2 separate regions of the Solanum lycopersicum genome follow, and region 1 is linked to region 2. Evidence: chromatin contacts called from public promoter capture Hi-C data. All regions are on one chromosome and are shown on one strand. The core of a region is the stretch at or near the end of the contact, and the rest is flanking DNA. Distances in the headings are between cores, read along the strand shown. Region 1 holds the start of LOC101245750 (nuclear pore complex protein NUP98A). Region 2 holds the start of LOC101249452 (ubiquitin receptor RAD23c).

Evidence for each region. Promoter capture Hi-C pulls out the DNA fragments that hold promoters and counts their contacts.
Region 1: a promoter capture Hi-C map of leaf shows a contact between it and region 2, with 3 times the contacts expected there. The contact joins the promoter of LOC101245750 here to the promoter of LOC101249452 in region 2. A contact is called at or near these places in 1 of 1 promoter capture datasets (leaf) and 1 of 8 Hi-C or Micro-C datasets (leaf).

What each region holds. Positions count from the first base shown.
Region 1 is chr4:1,580,731-1,587,370 of SLM_r2.1, forward strand. LOC101245750 (nuclear pore complex protein NUP98A) reads left to right here and starts at 3,690. Exons shown (of 14, transcript XM_010321116.4): 1 at 3,690-3,875; 2 at 4,826-4,879; 3 at 4,990-5,058; 4 at 5,436-5,705. The coding sequence starts at 5,040. LOC101251672 (PHD finger protein At1g33420) reads left to right here. Exons shown (of 6, transcript XM_004236925.5): 4 at 1-371; 5 at 461-1,373; 6 at 1,453-2,139. The coding sequence ends at 1,280.
Region 2 is chr4:1,435,523-1,441,995 of SLM_r2.1, forward strand. LOC101249452 (ubiquitin receptor RAD23c) reads right to left here and starts at 5,047. Exons shown (of 12, transcript XM_004236917.3): 1 at 4,681-5,047; 2 at 1,939-2,100; 3 at 1,102-1,155. The coding sequence starts at 4,746.

The sequences.
Region 1 (6,640 bases), core at 2,440-4,939, 140 kb after region 2:
TTGTCAGATAGTGAACTTGTAAATATTCGAGACCTTTTTCTTTTCTTGACTAGTTCGATCCGTGATGCCCATAAACCTGGTTCTGGAGCTGATGAGGCCACTTGTAAGAAGCGTAAAACTTGCGACTCCAAGGTCTTGTGTTCATGGACCAGTACTGACATTTTACGTGTTGAAGAAGCAATGTTTAGAGTACTACGGGCTGTCTCTGGGCCCAATTGGGTGAGCTGGCGTGCTCTTAGAGGTGCTGTGTGTAAAGCTGGTCCTCCTGAACTCCTTGATTATTGCCTAAAGGCACTCCATGGAAAGCAGGTAGCTGACGGAATGGTTGTCAATGTCCGCAGCGTTTCTGGTTCTGGTGCTATGGAGTACAAGTCAGTAATCCATTCTTCTTTGGAGTCACATTTTGTGCATTGTAGATTTTTTTTGCTTTCTCACTGATTTTTTTTCTGACTTGATGCAGAATTGAACGTTGCAACCCAATGGTTAATGTTAATACAAATGAGAATAGATTGCCTTGTACTCCCAACCTCCCATCTGAGGAACATCTGCGTCGAGATCTGAAGTACTTGTACGATTGCATGCTAAACCCATCGACAATGTCTAATCATGTTCCCTTGATCAAAAGGGAAATTGCAGTTGACTCTGCTACTACTGTTCTTGATTGCAAGCAATTTTTGAAAGTATATCAACCTGAAAAATTCTTGCCTATCCTTAAATCAGATGCAATCCAGGTGCTTTGTGAGGTGGACATCATAGAACAATCTGATGTACATTCCAGAAACCCTCCTCCAGAATTATTGATTCTCCCCTCGGATGCTACCATTTCCGACTTGAAGGCAGAGGCATCAAGGATGTTTCAAGATGTTTACCTGATGTTCAAAAGATTCCAAGCTGATGAGCTAGTTGGATATGGTGGTGTGAATGAATCTACTCAGATCAAACTCCTTCTAGGGTCTGCTGAATTTGTTACAGTCAGGGGAAAATTCCTGGGGAAAAATGGGCTGAGCAAGTATAGAATGGAAAGGGGAATGGAGAGATGGACTGTAGATTGCTTTTGTGGAGCAAAGGATGATGATGGGGAGAGGATGTTAGCATGCGATGTGTGCAGTGTTTGGCAGCACACTAGATGTGCCGGGATCCCTGACTTGGATGCTGTTCCTGCCAGGTTCATTTGTCTTAAGTGCAGATGTCTTCATAAGACTACTAACCCAAGCGGTAATTGCAAGGATGAATCAGTTGCTGGTGTGGGATTTGGGAAGAACCTGGCTCATGCTGTCTAAAGTGTGCTGGGATTATTTAATTGAGACCTTATCAAAGAGTATAATAATTAATAGCATTGATATCTATGAGATTGGAGGATGGCTCTATTCGAGGTATATCTACTTTTGTTATACATATGGTATGGTCTGTACTAATAGGACTTCTCTCATACATTACTTTGTGTTTCTGCAGTAAATGGGAGTCTCATTCTTGCTTGCATCATTGGTGCTGAGAATATTTTGCAGAATCTATGATGTTCATGGGTGGTGAAAACTTTAAACTACTTTTAGAACTTGGAAGATTGAAGATGGTGTGATCAGCCAACTCTCTCCTAATAACCAGTGGCAATGCGATTCATCTGCTTCCTCCTGAGTTGTGTTTCCAGGATGCAGGCTAGCGTTGCTAATGAGGACTAGCCTGTGCTGCAATTTACTGAATTTAGACAGAGACAAGCATGACGGAGGTTTATCAGATTGTTCACCTAAGCATTATTTAGCTTCTCTTACATTCCATGTTGAAACAAACCGGTGAAGTGCTATCTGAGCGTTGATAGAGTTCACAAGATACGTGCAGAACAAGCTTGCTCACAATGTATATAATACCTTCCTTTTTTTAAATACCCTTGATGTCAAGTTGTGGCTTGAAGCAAGTCTTTTCTTGTCATGGCAAGCTGAAGAAAGTAAGTTTGCTGTAGTATATTCGAGGAGTATTTTTACAATCTTGTGTTGGTTGAGACTTGGGTATCAGTGCGAGTATCTAGCCATGTTTACGCGATGAGGACTAGCCTCTACTCAAATGTTTCTTCTCTCATCTCTATTTAATGGAGTTAGAAACAGTGCAACAATGCTTATTCCTTCTGAAATTTAGATTATGTTAAAATGCTCTATGTTAGCTTTATGATCTACAAGTTTTATTTAGGCTTTAACCTTGTTTCTGTGAATTGTCAAAACCTGCTTATTATAATGAAAAAAATGCTGCAATAATTCTTTTTAAAGATAAATATTCCGTACAGAAATCATGGTTTCGAGTTAAATATTTGTTAGTAGTAGTAGTTCGTTATAATTTCAGTAGATGTTTGGTTGATTTGATACGAAGTTTCAAAAAGTATATGAGGATTCCGAATTTGTGGTCTTATGATGTATTAACATGTTCTTTTAATTTTTTTCTCTCTTAAACAATTATTAGGTGGAAAGTTCCAATTAATGAATTGAAAAGAAATATGTATTAATTTAAAATAAACTGTAAAGGGAAGTGAAATAAATTAGGTAACATGTTAAAAGTATTCCAGACGTTTAGCGTTTAAAAAAAATCGTTTTGAGTTAAAAGATTTTAGATAATGATCGTGAAAAACTGGTGTTATAATAACATGCAGTATTTTCACTCACTAATTGAAGTGTAAAGTGCGATGCATACATATAAGATATTCGTTTTTAAGTATGCTTCACCATAATCGCAGCATAAATTTAGTGTGTTTTATGTATTTTTTCTTAAGATAATATCAAAACTTGAATTAATAGGATTTGAATTTGACAATATTTCGTTGTAAGTTTTCTTCTACGATAATTGATAAATGGACTTTTACTTTTCAAATCTATGTACAAGTTTGATCATAATGTACATTCATTGGAGAAACAAAAACAATGACAAAAAAAGAAGAAGATGATAATGGCTAAAGCAGTATTAATCAATTATGAGCTGGTTGGGTAACAATCATATACAGTATTATTTTTCTTATTGATCTTCAAGCGATGTTGGTTAAAAATCAAAATATTCTATCAATCAAAGGCGCTGAGGTAGATTTCTATGTTCACGTGGAGTATACATGTATTCATTAACTTCGCATGACATCATGTATATTATGTTAGTCCATCTCGAGAAATTAAAAAAATAAAACTAAATATAGTTATCAATATCCTCGTAAAAAGCATGAAATGGTGCTTTATACTGCTAGCACAAGTTAAAAGATCCGCCGATGCGATCAGAGTTTTGTCAAATTTCTTTTTTTTAGCTTAATATTAGTGTATTTAGACTTTCCAAATCTTGGATTCGCTTCTCGAACTATGTAGTGTAATTGTTATAATATGTTCGAATTAATGATATTATATACACATATGCACATATATATTATAAAATTGGCTATTCACATTTTTTTATACAAGGAAACCCGCAATAACTAACATGTTTGAATTGATTTATTTTAAACATTTTAAAATATAGAGTTCAAATAAAAAGAAATATACTTTTAAATAATCATTTTTAAGTTCTAAAAAATACAAATAAGTTAAAGAAATTAAATTTCCTCTAACTTGTGAGTATGACAGTAGTCGGATCCTTAATCGGATACAAATAGTTTCATGTTAAACGGGCGGGCGGGTCTAAGCCCATTAACCGAACCGTCAATAATTAGCGTTGTTTAAAAGCTACGTTGCCTATTTGTATGATGCAGCGACCTTCTGATAGGGCTTTTTCCGACCAAAACACACACTCTAACTCCGCCGAAGTTGTACAAACGCTAGCTTCCGGCGACCTTTTCAGGTGATATTTCTGCTGCTTTCAGATCGAAAACGAGCAGCTAGTCGTCCGTCGGCCGGCAACATCTTCCTTGTACATCTCAGGTAGCGCCTTTAACCCTAGCTGTTACGATTCCGATTTCTATTCGGTTTCTCCATTACTTTATCAATTAATGTGATATTTTTAGAGGAACTTTCAAAAATAACAAAGATTTGAAACATAATGAGGCAACAATAACTGTAGTTTGCTAAATACATAGTTTACATGTTAGAGGGAGGGGAGGAGAGGAGAGAAGAGACGCGGATTGTATTTGTATGTACGTTGGACAATTGTATATAAGTAACTAGTATGTGTATGTATCAATGACTGTTTTTGTGTACATGTGATTAGTATGTATATGTATCAATAAATACAATAGTATTAATGAATACAATTTGTATCCATGAATAAGTTGTGTACAATTATATTAATTATTTTCCCATATTTTTATGGCCGAGGCTTATATATGTGGAAATCTATTTCTGAATGTGGATTTCTGTACATCCATTATCAAGCTATTGGTGACTTCATTCAACCAGGGACTTCTAAAGAGTAAGGATGATTGGCTTTGCATAGCCGAGATTAGCAAGCATACAGCAACCTAAATAAGAATATAACTTTTGTTGCAAGTTGCAACCTTTTTGATTGATATTTTTGGGGCTTATAGATTTAAATCAAGCATTTAGTAGTTGGTCATCAACACCTCCCCTTGGCATATTACGTAGAGCCTTCACCCTAGCGCGTTAGGTTTTTTATTTCTGATTTTGTTTCTGTTTCCTATACCTTATTCACATTCCACCCTAATGTATACAATATGCTTGTATGGATAATTTGACATATTCAGTTTTTTTTTGCCTTAATTGAGGGGGGAAATCAAGTCCAAAGTTGTACTTCTGCACATAGATGCAGTGTTGTCATTTAAGCACTGTTTTTACATTGATTTACGTGACGTTTTCAAGTTTTACTTTCTTAATAATGGATCTTCTTATTCTTTCCTTGTTTATTAATTTTGCAGCATAATGCATATACCTAGTGCATAGGATTTTTTTCATTCATTGAGGCATTATATGTAAGTGGAAACAGTCTTCTTTACTTCCGTTTCATTGAATTTTCTTTAGACGTATATTTCTACTTCAACAACCAATTGAGAATGATCTGCGCGTTCTGTCCTTTTTGTAGCTTAACTTGGACACTCCAACAACTGCTGGGAAAGATTTGACTATCCAACCATGTTTGGGTCCACGAATGGTAAGTACTTGCAGCTGTCTCAACATCTTTTTTATACTTGAGAAATCTATTCCCCCCTCTCCCCCCTTTACTTCTAATGAAGATAGTTATGACTCGTAGCTTTACTTACATTTTCGTTGAAACTGATACTCCTAACCAGAAATAAAGGATTAAAAAGGACTTGCCCATTCTTATTTTCAATAGCTGCTCTTTTCCACAGTGCACCCGCTCATCTTTCCATTAATTTGCTTCATTTCATAGAAACTATGCCTTTTTTATTTCGATTTGTGTAGTATTTTCTGAAATTTTCTCGTCTATGGTACAATTGTTAGTCTTCATTTTCCTCTTATCGTATACAGTGAGGATGTTCACTGCTGACTGCTTTCTGTTTGTTTCAGCTTTCGGGCAGTCATCTTCTAGCCCATTTGGGTCACAATCAGGTTTCGGGCAGACAAGTAATAACCCATTTGCTCCAAAACCTTTTGGCAGTACAAATCCATTTGGTTCTCAATCAGGTGCTTCCTTTTTTGGTAGCACTTCCACTGGAGTGTTTGGAACCCCCCAATCTTCTTCACCTCTGGGGTCTACATCAGTTTTTGGTGCATCATCCTCACCTGCATTTGGAGCTTCTACTACCACTTTTGGCAGTTCATCACCAGCATTTGGGAGTAAGTATTTGTCTCTTCAAGCTTCATTACATAATTGTGTTATATATATATTTTTTCAGAATGCAATCAATGCTTCATCTCTACAAGCTTCCTTACATAATTGTATTTTAGATGTCTTTTTTCAGAATGCATTCAATGCTTTATTGTATTTTATAGTATTGCTTACACCAAATGTGTTGATACCATTCATCATGATTCTGGGTTTACATCTCAGTGGCCCATGAGGTGGATAGTTAATGATCATTTATTATGCATGTGTCAATGACATTAGGGCTGGCTCACCATTATCAGTTACCACCACTCACCCCCACAATTACCATCCTCAACAGTCGCAACCACCACCGCGACCACAGTGCCAATTATTACAATCAACTATCATCGCTGTTAGACAACTACCAATCATCACTAGCCGCCACCATTATATATAAGACAGCCTCCATAATGATTCGCAACCATCATTTCCTATCACTATCATTCACCACCACCAACTATCTTTATCAACCACCACTTCCAGCCACAACTAACTCCTACCTCTAACACCTCCAGTAGCCAACACCATCCTTCATTGACACCCACAACTACCACCGCTAGCCAGCACTACCAACCATCTTTGATTTTTAAAAATATTGTATTGATTTAGCGCTAGATTGATTTGGTATTTCATTAAATTTTATATTAACTTATTTTTAAATGATTTTGTAAAACAAACAAACTTAATTATTTAGCATTCAAGTCTTAATACAACGATAGAAAATATAACAAACCCAGTATAAGATGTATGTAGCCTTACCCCTATCTTTAAGGTGTAGAGAAGTTGTTTACTCGAACCTCATCAACCGTCCTCCTTTATCGGGGCTTAAGATCATCAATGTAAGCGAGCTCACACAAGCGGAGTTATATTCAGATGTTGACAACGAAGTCTTTTTGTTTAGTGT
Region 2 (6,473 bases), core at 3,797-6,296:
AGAATTTCCTTCCACACCAAACACACAAGCAAGACCCTTATCACATAAGCACCAAGTGTCGTCATACCGAAATTCACTAGCTTTATAATGACCTAAATAATAATAACCATCAGGAACCTTTTTTTTGAGAGACAGAGATAGGTAACTTCATATTCATAAAACAGGCTCACCATCCCAAAAATGATGAGACTGATCAGCTACAAACATCATATCTAAATATTCAAGTAACTCAATAGGAACCACTAACAATCCTGATAAGAGATTCCTCAACAGCTAAATCTGTCAACTACTAGAACAATATTTCACAATAAAACTAAGAAAATGAAGTGCCAAGCAGCAAGAACTACAATCACATTCATTTTGAGAAGAAATAACTTGTTGCATTGATATGTACATAGTCTACACCTCAGTAAATATATAAGCTTCTATAGGCATAACAGGCAAAATCTCGTACGGAAGGCTTCACATGAACAAAGCATTACCACCAAATAGTCACTACCACACTGACAAAAGTAGGATCTGTACGGGTAGCTCTGTTTACTGTCACAAACTTTGACCACATGCAGCTCATGCATGATCAGTCAGTGATCAAATATCAGAACAATGCACTAGACATTAAATCACAGAATTAGTGAGGAGAAACCCCCCACCACTCCCCAAGAGAAAAACAAAACTAGTTGTAGCTGCCAGTACCCTTTCTAGAAAGGTATTTTTCTTTTGTTCCTGTGCAAAATTTCAACCTAGTTCAAAAGTAAGAATAAATGATGTTTTAGTCGATAGTCAATCGAGTTAGGCAATCCAGTAGTCCTCATCTATTATACATAAGACCTTGATAGCAAAACATCAAACATACCACGGTAGGAGAATGTCTCTGAGAAAACATATCAAAAGAAAAAATTAGGAAAAAGCTTTTCCAGTATGCTGTGTCTTTTTAGGATTAAACACTCAGCTCATAGTATGGAACTGATCCAGATTTTCTCCCTACCTCTATCAATATGATCCCAAAAGTGTTAGATTTGATCTACACCAACCTTGGATAAATATGGGACAAATGCAAGACCAAGTAATTCAATTGAACGAAAATGCTATCACACTGCAAACCTTAGCTGTTGCTGCAGTTGAAGTAGCTGAACCTTCTCCAGCTGAGCTCTTACTCTGAAATTCCATGCAACAGCAAGTAACAAACTAAAGTTACAAATATAAATAAAAAAGATGTAGTAATCCTCTGAGTGTCATAACTTTATTCGTAAGTTATGATAGGTACACTATGAGACATTTATTTTTAAAATTGTGATGCATGGACATGTTTACAAGTATGCATCCAAACAGGGTAGGTATACACTGTTTTTCATAATTTTAGTATGTGCAGCAATTACCATCACTCAAGACCTTTATGAACCCATTGTGTGCCCCTATATGCACAATACATTATACAAGTCCAATAAACAAACAACTTAAACATATCATGGCTTATAACACACACTATTTGACAGGTGCAATAGCTCATCCTCCAAATACATTAGTATTAGCTATTAACATTAACACATGGAATTAACAAAAGGGGCAATACTCAACAAAATACACTTCTCTGAAAACAAAGGTTCAGAAAATAAAGGACAGGTGCAGAGACTTGATGGTAACTATTCTAACATATGGAGTTAAAAGAGTTTGGAAGAGGAATCTTTACATCAGACCTTTAAAAAGAAAAAGAACAAACATATACACATGCGTATTGAAACTACATCAAATGATCAATGACGAGTCAGTATTTTTTCTATAAAAAAAATAGAGGTGTGAACAATTCTTTTTATACCACTCTATCCCCCAAGAGAACCCCAGTACATGGTGTAAAGATCCAACATGATGTCTATGTTCATGCAGTTAACTATACCAATAACACTGAAAATTAGAAGAAAAAAGAAAATGATTCATATTTACCTTTGTCAGCATGATTACTATAAAGTTGCTTTCAGCAACTTTATTTTCTTCGAGTGTTGTCCCATCTTTAAGTACCTTCCCCTGGTGGATAAGCATCTGCTGGGCAGCAGGATATACATCTGAACCCTGAACTGTTTCTATGTTCTTCTTCACATCGGCAACCTAAAAAATACAGAAAATTCAAGCCGTGAATTTAATGTACTGCATGATCTGAAGTTTCATTGTGACAAGATTACAAGAGCTAAAATCTCTAAGATAAGTTCAATCCAGCTAAAGATCCTTGTCCAAAAGTTTGGTCGCGAGAGAGTAATCAGGGTTACCAAAAGTGAGAAAAGCAAAAAAGGGGGCTAGGTCCATGAGGCTTGAAGCAAAAGCGAGATATGAACGGATGCTTCTTTGCAGCGAAGTTTACAATTTATTAAATTAGAAAGTACCAAATGTAAATGAATTTATTAGTAAATATAAAATCAACTTAGAAATAAAATAACCAACTACTGCATCCAATATACAACATTGTCAATGTCAATCTAACCCTACTAAAAGTGGAGGTAAAAAAGAATGGATGATTGGTTCAGATTACTTTGTCCACCATCATTTGATGAACACACTTCTCTGAAGAAAGCATAAATCCACCCTTGAGATAGTAACACCTCGCTACGCAAAGGCACATTGCTTAAGTTCACAATGGCTATTGAGTGCGACCAAATATATTTGAGGATCATATGCCAAAGTCGGGCAATTGTATGATATCTGATATGCCACAGCCTTGAATAACTGTGATTATTTGCTCATTCTGCTTTTGTTATCATACCTTTTGATTTAATTCTGTACCTCATTGTTGGACCTCATAGTTACATACAAACTTGTAAATTGTTATCTACTTGCTGAATCTATATATAGAAATGTATCCTGCTAATAGCACTTGATTACTGAGAAACACTTTTATGTTGAGCCTAAAGAATTTGTCCAAACGCCTTATTATTGGTTGGACATCAAGAGCAACTATGGCTGACAGTATAGTTTGACACCAACTATCAGAACACTGATTTGTAACCAGCAACTGTGTTTCTTTGCAGCAGTGAAAAAATACCGATGTTACTTCATTAAATAGTGAGAAACTAGTCAAAAAATACAACTTACCAAAATAATCTAACGAGGGCTAGTTTTCCAAATTCTTCCAATTTCTACAAAGGGATCTCATGCAACTTCAACCGTATTAGCAAAACCTTGTTTCAAACTTCACAACTTCATCCGGATGTCATGCAATTTCAACCATATTAGCAAAAGCCAAACTTCTTTTCTGCCGATAGAAGAAACCACGCCCTTCCATGTCAGTCTTTGGTTTCCAAGAGTACAGCAGCTCAACAACTTAACTCCAAACCAATTGGAGTCAGCTATATGAATGTCTATATCTATCCATTCCATTATTTTTTTAAAATTAAATATCCACCCGTTCTATTCAACAATTTTCAGAGGATTCATCGAAGCAGTGTTGTAAAAGGCGATCATCACCTAGTCACAATGGCGAGAGGCGAAGTGAGGCGACCCTTCATCGCCTATTAGCTTTGTGGCAAGGCAATCTTCAAAAGGCGACGCCATGGTGACAAAGGCAAGAAACGTGTCGCCTTCTGTATTTTCTTAAAAAAGGTTACTAACTTAGAATTCTAAAAGTTAAAAGATGACTTTACGGTTTTCTCGCAACTCTTTGACTGCGACTGCGACAGCGACTCCAGCCAATTGACTCGATTAGACTTCTCCGGCTACCAACCATACTTTTCCGGCGACTCCAAAGTCCAACCAATACATAGTTCTTCTTTCTTCTTCTTTTCTTCCACAGATTTCTTCTTCTATTTCTTTTTCCTCTTCCTTCAGAATTTTGAGTCACTTCTACCTCTGTTTTTTCATATTTATTTTGACTTTGTTTTGTTTTTTTCTCATTCAAGTTCTAGACTTTCGGTATCTACTTTCTATTTTCAGTTTTTGAATTAAAATATTTGCTAATATGTTATTACTACAGACATTTTTATTACTATATAAGCAATTTAATACTTCAAAATTTTTGGTATAATTCGCGCCACACTTCAAAAAGACCGCATTGTCTTGTCGCCTTTTGTTGCCTTTCGCCATCAAAAACCAACTGCCCCTACATGGACCCTCTGCAACCGTCGTCGTCTAATATTTAGAATTCAAATAATTGTTAATTTAACTATCTTCCTTCATTCTATTGCAGGCTCTTCTTTGGCTTAAAACTAGCTATAACTTGGCAAGCAGCCCAAGCTCACAAGTCACACAGGATATGTTTCCAAGAGTACATCAACAGAGGAAGTACTTTACACTTCCATAGATGCATCTTCCGACAACAAAATGGCCTCCCTGAAGAAACAAATCACTAAGCAACACCAGCACTATAGCACAATCTCAAAACACTTAAAAAAGAATCCACTAATTATACCCAATACACACAATCAGAAACTCCTCAAAACTCAAATCAAAACCAAAACCACTTCAATTCAAACCTCAACATCGCCTAACTCGGAATCTAATCAACAAATTAGAGCAGCAACCGACTGAATCAGTCATTACTGACAGTCAGTCACATCTATGCATCACAAAGCACGTCAACAAATCAAAACAAACCTCAATTCCGAAAAAAATGGTAAAAACAAGCTGAATTCAAACAACATCGCTGATATCATCAGCTCATGTATAATCAAATAAAGAGTTCAAAAAAAAAAAACGGACCGTATCTTCAGGTTTGACTTCAATTTCAAAGTGAGAGCCTTTGAGAGTTTTCACAAAAATCTTCATATCTGTTATTCCGTCACCGGAAAGTTTGATCGCCGACCGACGAGAGGGAGAGGACGACGGAGAGCCCAACGGTGAAGGAAGAATAATGTAGAAAGGACCGTAAGGTGCAAGTAAAGAGTTAAAAGAGTACAGGCCTTTTTATATATTTAATAACTGAGGAGACACTTTCACGCGTATGATATGTGCGTGTAAGACACGCGATAAGGATTTGGGTAGTTTGGGTAGCGCGTGTGGTGAAAGGCGAAGGAGAAAGATTGGGAGTAGGTGTTGAAGACTGAATGAAGGAAAGGATCAGCTAGCTAGATTTTTGTTATACGCAGGACTTATATTATATATAATCGCGATAGGATATTTTTAAAATTATCAATTATTTGAGTATGAAATTAATAATTTATTGTGTTTTTAATAATTTTCTCTCTATTAACAATTCTTTTCGTTGTACTTTTTTGATGTATTTATTTATTTATTCCAATTTTATCAGGGCTTAAAAAACATAAATCAATTGGTTTAGGAATAAATGAAATTCATAAATTATGATGGAGATTTAATATAGTGCTATTTTTGTAGTTGGAGATGAAATTGTGGTGATATATATCAAACTCATCCACCCTTGTAATAGCCTCATGCACCTTCAAGTCTACCCACCTAACCTAAAATTATAAGATCTAAAAGGGAAAGAAAGATTAGGAATATATATATATATATATATATATATGAGAGCATGATATTTACTTTGTATACAAAAATCTATATATTAATTCTTTTTTTTATATGTAAATGTTATAAGTTATATATGCATTATACACTATATATATACACACACTGCATATAGTATATGTGTTAGATACAGAATAGATGCACCTTTCATTATATACATTTTTTGTCAGTACTCATCATAGCCATTTAATCTTTCACACTCATTCTTTTTGTTTTTTTATTATAATATGTCTATAATACATTAATCAAGGTATATTTAGTGTATAATATATACATATATTAATATACACATATTGTTACAATTTTTCCCTCTTTAGAATATATATACACACATGTCTCAACTCATTTTATTGATATATTTCAAATTGACATATTGAATAGTGGCCTTCAAGTTTTGGTTTGAATGTGATAGTTAATTATCTACAAAGAGTTTTTTATCACATCTAAGTAAAATATTTGGATCAAGAGGAATTGCCAAAAAAAAAATTCTTCATTAAACTTTCTTAAGAATTGTGCATGGAAATAAAGAGAAAAAGCCCATCCACAATGGATCTACAACAAAATATATGGGTTGGACAAAGATTAGTTCAAAAGTTATTTGGACAAATGAATTGGGCTAAAATTGGTTTTAAGTGGGTTGGGCCATGCTTCTCATAAGATGACCCAATTATCTTAATTGTCCACCTTACCACGAATCGAAAAATATTTTTAAATGATCCACTTGATCGTGATCGAGATCAATAAATCGAGCTTTGAGACATTCAAAACATGAGACTCAAGTCTCAAGTCTTATCCCTAAATGCGGAACGAAGACCAAATCTTAGTCTGACATTGCTAAAAAATGTCAAAAGGCAATTTAGAAAATTCATATTTTGTTATTACACATAATGTGACTGATTCTGTTAGAAGGAATTTTTCAAAAATATACCGTTCTATATGAAATATTACTCTACGTAACTCAATATACACTAAGCAAATTACCATACATAATAGAGTGCAATAAATCCAAT